Linked DNA regions of Mus musculus: regions 1 and 3 are each linked to region 2. The links are chromatin contacts, called in public HiCAR-type and HiChIP or PLAC-seq maps. All regions are on one chromosome and are shown on one strand. The core of a region is the stretch at or near the end of the contact, and the rest is flanking DNA. Distances in the headings are between cores, read along the strand shown.

Region 1 (2,700 bases), core at 198-2,697, 150 kb after region 2:
AGCTCATAGGAGAAAATAACACACCATGCCAGTTCTCAGACAAGACTTCGTCATCTTGTACTGCTTGGTACAAGCTTGAGGCTCATCAAGGTGTGCTTCAGACACTTGCTTCAGTAGAGTAAGAAGGGGCAGGAAGGAGGGTTGGGTGGAGGCCTCACCATGGAGAAGTACCCACACTTCTCCACTATAGCTCATTTCTTCATGAAACCTCAAAACGTCACACTGTCCAAAGAGGAGTGGCACCATGGTGACCCACGGCTATTCAGCAGATGGCTGTTGTGAACAGTTGGCCTGCCCCAACCCTGAGCTGGGACATCCAAGCATCCCGAGGGGCCCTCCCTGTCTCAGGCTTCAGACCACTGACCTCCATCCTCTGTGGCTCCCCATCCTGAGGTCCAGCACAGTTTCCCATCGGGAAAGTTCTCTTCAGAGTTGGGCAGACAGATGGGCTGGATGGTCTCTGTTAGAAGGGGCACAATGAGGTGAAGTTCCTGAAGCCACTGCCCCAGAAATCAACTGACCTCGTGTTCAGGTCTCTAAACCCACCCTCTAGGAAGTGGTTGGGCCTTGGTTATGGAGCTAGCTCAGAGCAGAAGCCACGCCCACTCATCTCCCAGATGTAGCCCTAAACTGTGGCAGGAGTCCAGAGCCCAGCAGCCAAGCCTGTCTGTAAAAGGCTGGACAGTTGGATAGAAGACAGTTCAGGCTTGTGAGCTATGTGGACCTCATCACGGTTGCTGGAACCGCAGGAGACATACACAAAGGGGCTGATGGATTTATGACAAGATTTTACTCGCTCAAATGTGCATTGGGTCACACGTGGCTGGCCCTTGGGCCACAGTTGATCACTCCTGGACCAGACGTTAAGTGTTAGTGGTGACAGCCGGCCTGCATCTAGGCTATGCCGCTGATGCTCTAGCAAAGCCAAGCAGCTGCATGTGCCCAGGGCTTCTGTGTGAGCAGCACCTGAGATGCACCCCCTCCTCCCCATCCTGCATGGTAATCATGGAAAAGTGGAGAAGGATAGAGACATATTTAACTATTTAACTCTTTAGCCAAGTATGCTACAGACAACTCCCTTTCTAGAATCAAATATCACCAACAATAATTAGCAAGTAACCCCCACCCCCCACTTAAGCAGCTTTTCTGTTGCCCTTGAAATCACACAGGTTTGCTGCCGAGAATAGGAGTCTACCTTGGAAATGGCCCTGCCTGCCCTCCAGAGTGCTTATCCTGGGATGGTCAGGACTTTTACTGAAGCCAACATTCCTCCTGCTTTGTGCTTTGTGAGTTTTGAGAGTTCTAGCTGGGCTACCTAGAACCTTCCAGATGGAAGAGAGAGGCTCTTTGCAAGCCCTCAAGCTGCCCCAGCCTGGGACTCTGCTCCTTCCACTGGAGAGGCTGCAAGCAGCAAAAACCAGGACAGCAAAGTGCTCTGGGTCCCTGAGGACAGGCGGCTCTCTTCTGCCACCTAGAGGCATCAGGTAGCCATCTGCAGCTGGCACAGGGCAGAGAGAACAGAGCAGAACTGGAAGGCTGTGAGGTTGAATTGGCACTAGAGGGACAGCCAAGGTCGACAACCTAAGTCTAAAAAACGTAACAGGCTGAAATCTTAAGCAAGGGCTCCGTCTCCTAACATGCTCACACTGAAAACACCTAATTCGGGCTGGGAAGGTAGCTGTGCTGGCTAAGTGCTTGCTGCACAATCATGAACTGCTGAGTTTGATCTGGGCCACCCATGTAAAAAGGCAGCTGTAGTGGCATTGAGGGTGTTACCCAGTACTGAGGAGGCAGAGACAGAGACAGAAGGGTCCCTGGGGCTTCTTGGTCAGTCAGTCTATTAGGCAAGTCTAGATCAATAAGAGACTGAATCCCCCAAAAAAGCAAGGTGCTGCTTCCAAAGGAACAACATTCAAGAATGACTTTCTGGCCCCCTATGTGCATGCATACATTTGTGCATGCACATGCATGTGCACATGTGTGCTCTCGAACACACACCTTTAACGAGCAAATGCTATGCACCTACATCAACACCTAGCTGAATCAGATTTTGGAATTTCCATGCAAGGATAGTAAAGCAGACAGTATAACAGTGCCTCGACAGGCAAGCTCTTGAAACAAGCTAAAAGCAAGTGCAGGGCAGAGGCCTAAACGTTTGTACCGTCAAAGGTGAGTGGCTCGGACAGCTTCATGAGGGCTATGTCATTGCCCAGCCGCTTTGGCTTGTACTTGCTGTGATAGATGATTTTCTCCACCAGATGGGAGGGCACAGGACTGTCCATCAGGGACACAAGACCCACCTGGACAGTCCAGGACTTGGGGTGGTACAGGCTGAAATGCACAAACAGAGAGGTGAATCTCAGGAGAGACCCAGCCCTGTTGAACTCTGGTGTCCCAAGAGCCCAGGGAAATGGTGAGAGATGTGGGATCTCCAGGTGGGAGATGGCCCAATACCCTACACATCTGTGCCCCACACAGACCACACTCGTGTATACCCCCAGACAGGTCATTCTTTCCATGACACCCCAGAGATACGCATTTGAGATCTGGGCTAAGCTTTGCTCTCTGCAGAGAGGCTCTTCTCCATTGGACAGTAACCAAACCAGGAGATAAAAAGAGAATCCGCCACTAAGGTGTTTCTGGGACTACTAAACGCCTGGCAGACACAGCTTCAAGGGGGCTCAGTGTTCTCTGGATACC
Region 2 (2,700 bases), core at 87-2,586:
CTCACAGTTCAAGGTATCACAGTCCATCGCTGAAGGCAAGTCAAGGCAGCAAGAGCTTGAAGCATCTGATCACAACACATCCACAGTCAGAGTAGAGAGGTGAATGCCTACTGCTCTTCAGGTCTCTCTCTTCATTCATGTAGTCTGGGATCCTAGCCAGGGAATGGCACCACCCATAGCTGGCAGGCTTTCCTACTTCAATGAATATAATCAAGGTAAACAGACGTGCCCAGAGCTCTGTGTCCTGGGTGATTCTAGATTGATCAAGTAGACGATTCACACTAGCCACCGCACTCACCAAATTGGTTTGCTCTATGCATGTACTTGGGAAATTAAGAGACAAGAGAGAAGAGGGACAAGTTCCAGAAGCCCCTGCCTGGCAGCTTGCTGAACTCATCACTGATACAACATATTTGAAAATCATTAATTCTAGCCTTGCCACCAGGAAAGGACGGATGTTGAGGCCACAGATATGCTAATTAACGCACTCCATCCTTCGCTTTTGGTTTTGTTGTTTGATGCTGGACACAGGATGTGTGCCTCAAGCACCAAGCTACAGCCACAAACCTCTGATTTGATCTAAATATGAATTTTGGCTGGAGAGATGGCTTGGCGGTTAAGAGCACTGACTGCTCTTCCAGAGGTCCTGGGTTCAATTCCCAGCAACCACATGGTGGCTCACAGCCATCTGTAATGGGATCGGATGCCCTCTTCTGGTGTGTCTGAAGAGAGTGACAGTGTACTCGTATAAAATAAATAAATAAATAAATAAATAAATCTTAAATATGGATTTTGCATACATCAAAGTTGCATCTTTGGCCCCATAAATATTTACAATTGTTACATGTCATTTTATTAAAAAGAAAGGAAAAAAGCCTTGTTTTTACTTCAATTTTAGTTTCCTGTTATGCAGGTGGCATGCAGCTCAGGACTAAGGGAGTTTCCTCTTTCTTTTGTGTTCTGAACAACTCAACCTTTGTTATCCCCATTGGGTGACTGAGCAGGTGTTAGCCTCCCAGGGTTGGAAGCTGCTTTGTGGGGAACAGGAATCAGGTTCGGGAGGTCCTGGGGCCTGAGCAGGGGAGGGTCAGGCACCTGGTGGAGCTGTATATGTAGGAGGCAGAACAAGGAAGAGAATGGGCCTGTAGAGACTATGGCTGCTGGAGCCCAGGCCCCGGAGGAGAAAAGTGCCCCTCTGGTGGGCTGTAGACATAGCTTATTCACATGTGCACCAGTGTCTTCAGGATGTACTTGAAGCAGCTTGAGTCTAGACTGCTAAGAAAAACACCTCGACGTGTCAGCATTTTTATATCTAAGAAAAAGGAGGCCCATTGTGGAGTGGCTAAGAGAGCTGGCGCCCAGGATCTGGCTGCCTCATCACCCCATGCTCTGACAAGCTGTGGGCCCCTGGCTGTCTTCTCTGTGAAATAAGAATGATGCAACAGACACCTTGCATGGCTTTACTGCTACAATTGTAGCATCCCAGGGACTGCTCCAGTCCTGGCAAAACAGAGCAGGGATTGAGCTCTAACAATTTGGGCTGTTCAGCAAACACAGGGACGGCCCAGTGTGGGGTAAGGAGGTTTTCAGAGGTGGAAACAGTTAACAAGCATCCCCTACTTAGGAGGAGAGTAAACTGAGATCTGTATTCATATTCTCCTAGGGCCAGAGAAAGCAAAGGTTGGCCTTCTGGGGAGGTCAGCGCCCCCACCTCCCCCACCCCTGCACCGCCCCCTCCCCACTGCTGCTCACTGTCAAATCAGCCAGGGCCTGCCCTGGATTTTGTGGGTAGAAAGAGCCCCAGAGGGTGACTGTTTCTCCTCCATGGGAAGAGAAAGGCTGCCAGGAGCCAGAGTGATAAGGCCAAATGAGAAACCAGTGTTCTCAGCTTGAGATCACATGACCTCCATTGTGCCAACCAGCAGCTGGTGCTTAGAAGGGGCTCCCGGATAACGAGTATCTTCCCCTGCACAGCTGAGGCTGTGGCTGCCCCTGAGAACTTCCAAGGGGAGGTCAGATAAGGCTGGCAGGAAAGGTTAGGGAGGGCGTTCTCCTCTTCTATCTCCCATCTTGGAACCACCTGTCCCTCCTTCCTTCAGACACATGCCCCGTATGACATTCTCTCACATGTGTTGAGCTCAGTGAAGTGACTTAAAGGTTCCTTTAAAATACGAAAGCATGAAAGTGGGTTTCAGTGCCAAGACGACATCTGCAAAGTCAGGAGCTCATCTTCCTAGCTGAGTTCAGCACTTTGCACACTCAGCTCTTCAGAGAGCCCGTCACAGGCTGGTAGACGATATTAGATTGTCTTCCCTGTCAATGCTGAGCAGAGGCTACTAAGGAACCATTCATAGCGGGGCATCCTGAGTACTGAAATCCCCAGGGCTCCCACTATCTTTGAGTATTTGAAGCATCTCTCAACACCCCAAAGACTACTTACAGGGAAGCTCCTGTTGAAACACTCAGTGTTGTAAGGGGGAGCTGCAAGTGAGGAGCGCTTTTAAAGGACACCAGAACTGTGGCCTAGGAATGTGCCTCTGTTCAGAGAAGGTGCTTGCCTGGTGAGCACTAAGCCCTTGGCTCCATCTTCACTACCCTATAAAACTGGGTGTGCTGGCCTGAATCCCAGCACTCAGGATGTGGGGGCGGGAGAGACAGGAGTTCAGAGTTACCTTCAGCTACATAGCTGGCCTCAAGCTC
Region 3 (2,745 bases), core at 19-2,518, 210 kb after region 2:
GTAGTGCACACCTTTAATCCCAGCACTCAGGAGGCAGAGGCAGGCAGATTTCTGAGCTCGAGGCCAGCCTGGTCTACAAAGTAAGTTCCAGGACAGCCAGGGCTACACAGAGAAACCCTGTCTCGAAAAAACCAAAAAAGGGTCCTCATAGCTTCATATATTTGAAAGCTTGGTCATCTGGGACCGGAGGGATTAGGAGGTGTGGCCTGGTTGGAGTAGGTGTGACCCTGTGTATGGGCTTTAGGCTTTCAGAAGCTGAAGCCAGGCCCAGTGGCTTTCTCTCTTCCTACTGCCTTCAGATCCAGAGGTAGAATGCTCCAGCACCATGTCTGCCGTGTGTCACCATGCTTCCTGCCTTGAGGATAACAGACTAAACTCTGCAACTGTAAGCAAGTCCCAATTGAATGCTTTCTTTTTTAAAAAGCTGCCATGATCATGGTGTCCCCTTTACAGCAATAGAACACTGACTGAGACACACATACCGAGAAGCAAGCCTGTGACGACATATCAGAAGACACCTTCTGGGCTGGTGAGATGGCTCAGTGGGTAAGAGCACCGACTGCTCTTCCGAAGGTCTGAAGTTCAAATCCCAGCAACCACATGGTGGCTCACAACCACCGTAATGAGATCTAATGCCCTCTTCTGGTGCGTCTGAAGACAGCTACAGTGTACATATAATAAATAAATAAATCTTAAAAAAAAAAAAAAGAAGACACCTTCTACAAGTCAAGGAGAGAGGGCTCAGGAGGAAGCAGGCTGGGTGGTACCTCCATGGAGAATTTCCTTTGAATCAAGCATCTAGTCCATGTACATTGTATGCCAGTGCATGCAAGAGCACTCAAAGTCTCCCACCCAGGAGTTGAACACTAGGCAGGCTATACAGCTCCATATGAAGTGCCAATGGCCAGACCTGTCTACATATCGTGCATACGATCTGCACTGCATGGAGGATACACGCCAGGTGTAAGCAAAGATGACTTCATTCTTTGTAAAGGTTTTGTGCATCCTAAGATCTCGGTTTGTACAAGGATCCAGAAGCCAATCCACAGGGAACACCAGGGAACCATTACTGAGGGTACAGAACAGACACTGGAGTCAGGGAAACTTGGAGGGCTCCCGACTGGAGCAAAGGTTATTCTGAGAACAGGAAGTGGTTGTATCTGACCAAATGGTCTTCTACGATCACTAAGAATAGACCTGTCAACGTCAGATATCTCTGAGTCAAGCTCAGAGGCCCAGAGCCTGGCCCTCACCACACTCTGTGGGCTGTTGAGTGGTGATCAGCCCACCCAGGGATGGAACTGTCTTCTCCAGCTGCAGTAACAGTTCCGTTACCCTTCATGGGGCAGCTGGATTACCCAGAGCTTTCTAGAATGCCTCGTAGCCCCATGGACAGGTGTGCCAAGTCTAGCATGACTAACCAAATGCCAGTTCACAGCATCAACTCCCTGGAGGGAGAAGGCTATCACTACCTGGGATTTGAGAAAATTGACTAAAATAGATTTTCTATATCCTGAAATGCAAGAAAATCATATTAACAAAAATGTAAAATAGCAATTTTGTTGGAGTCAGAAATTCAGGGTATTTAAAAAAAAGAAAGAAAGAAAGAAAGAAAAAATAAGAGACATTCAGAAATGACTCCTGAAAAGACACAGAGTCCAAGAATGGTTTTTGTGAACTCTGGTTTCCTGGAGGAATATAATGAAACGAAATGAAAATGTCATGAAGGAACCCATTATATTGGAGACTGAAAGTAAAAAAAAAAAAAAAAGAAAAAAGAAAAGAAAAGAAAAGAAAAGAAAAGAATATTAGGTAAAATCAGGTCCCACATTCAAGGCATGGGGCTGTCTTCCCACTGTGAATAATTGGAACCTAGCCCCAAAACACGGGCAAATTACTGAGATGGACAACAGTCAATGGAAGATGGCAGCTTCTGAAGATGCAAGGCCCTGAAATCCACAGGCACACCTCATGCTATTACAGGTCCACTCTGCCGTAAAGCAAATGCTGCAATAAAGTGAACCCCATAAAATCTCTGGTCTCCCGGTGAGCATACAAGTTACACCACACTGCTCTCTGATAAGTATGTGATAGGGAAATGTTTTAAAATACAATGTATAGACCTTAATTTAAAATATTGCTGAAGCCGGGCAGTGGTGGCACACACCTTTAATCCCAGCACTCGGGAGGCAGAGGCAGGCGGATTTCTGAGTTTGAGGCCAGTCTGGTCTACAGAGTGAGTTCCAGGCCAGCCAGGGCTACACAGAGAAACCCTGTCTCGAAAAACAAACGAGCATATATATGTATTTTGTGTGTGTGTGTGTGTATATATATATATATATATATATATATATATATATATATCTGAAAAGGAAACCGGTAACAACCATCATAGCTATTGGGAAAATGGTGTGAGTAGATTTCAATGGATTTGCCTGTTGTAAGATTGCCACAAACTGAGAAAAAAAGAAAGAAAGAAAAAGCCATAAAGAAAAACCCACATCAATGTTCTGCAGAAAGGGATAAAGCAAAGAAAATGAGGTATGTTCCTTGCTGTAGTTAGGAACACAGACACATTGTGGTGGTTCGAATAAAAAACGGTCCTCATAGCTTCATATATTTGAACGCTTGGTTATCTGGGACCAGCACTACTGGAGATGGATTAGGAGGTGTGGCCTGGTTGGAGTAGGTGTGACCTACTGTTGCTGTGAGAAAACACTCTAACCCTTGGTGTTTTGGATTCAG

What was found. HiCAR-type assays count read pairs that join an accessible place to other places. HiChIP or PLAC-seq counts read pairs in DNA pulled down with a chosen protein or histone mark.
Region 1: a contact with region 2 is called in a HiCAR-type map of embryonic stem cells, with 2.8 times the contacts expected there. The contact joins two enhancer-like sites. A contact is called at or near these places in 3 of 39 promoter capture datasets (embryonic stem cells, liver and macrophages), 10 of 484 Hi-C or Micro-C datasets (the 3T3-L1 cell line, CD4 T cells, ECoMG myeloid progenitors and 6 more), 5 of 115 datasets of contacts at active chromatin or transcription factors (the HPC-7 cell line, embryonic stem cells and large pre-B cells) and 2 of 9 other capture datasets (embryonic stem cells and pancreatic islet).
Region 3: an H3K4me3 HiChIP or PLAC-seq map of stem cell-derived neural progenitor cells shows a contact between it and region 2, with 21 read pairs. The contact joins two enhancer-like sites. A contact is called at or near these places in 2 of 484 Hi-C or Micro-C datasets (olfactory sensory neurons and stem cell-derived neural stem cells), 5 of 115 datasets of contacts at active chromatin or transcription factors (embryonic stem cells, large pre-B cells and stem cell-derived neural progenitor cells) and 4 of 9 other capture datasets (adipose tissue, embryonic stem cells, liver and 1 more).

What each region holds. Positions count from the first base shown.
Region 1 is chr17:31,186,139-31,188,838 of GRCm38.p6, forward strand. It overlaps Tmprss3 (transmembrane protease, serine 3), which reads right to left. Exons shown (of 12, transcript NM_080727.2): 8 at 2,162-2,331; 9 at 365-460. Among named protein-coding and RNA genes, the nearest start is that of Tmprss3, 10 kb to the right of the region's middle. Within about 2 kb of position 1,448, at least 12 of the 459 cell types and tissues checked have an H3K27ac peak or open chromatin away from gene starts, as enhancers often do. A contact at or near this core is called in the HPC-7 cell line, where this site is marked.
Region 2 is chr17:31,032,370-31,035,069 of GRCm38.p6, forward strand. No RefSeq gene overlaps it. Among named protein-coding and RNA genes, the nearest start is that of Abcg1, 24 kb to the right of the region's middle. Within about 2 kb of position 1,337, at least 52 of the 459 cell types and tissues checked have an H3K27ac peak or open chromatin away from gene starts, as enhancers often do. A contact at or near this core is called in the HPC-7 cell line, where this site is marked.
Region 3 is chr17:31,244,278-31,247,022 of GRCm38.p6, forward strand. It overlaps a transcript of Ubash3a not described here. Among named protein-coding and RNA genes, the nearest start is that of Rsph1, 32 kb to the right of the region's middle. Within about 2 kb of position 1,269, at least 17 of the 459 cell types and tissues checked have an H3K27ac peak or open chromatin away from gene starts, as enhancers often do.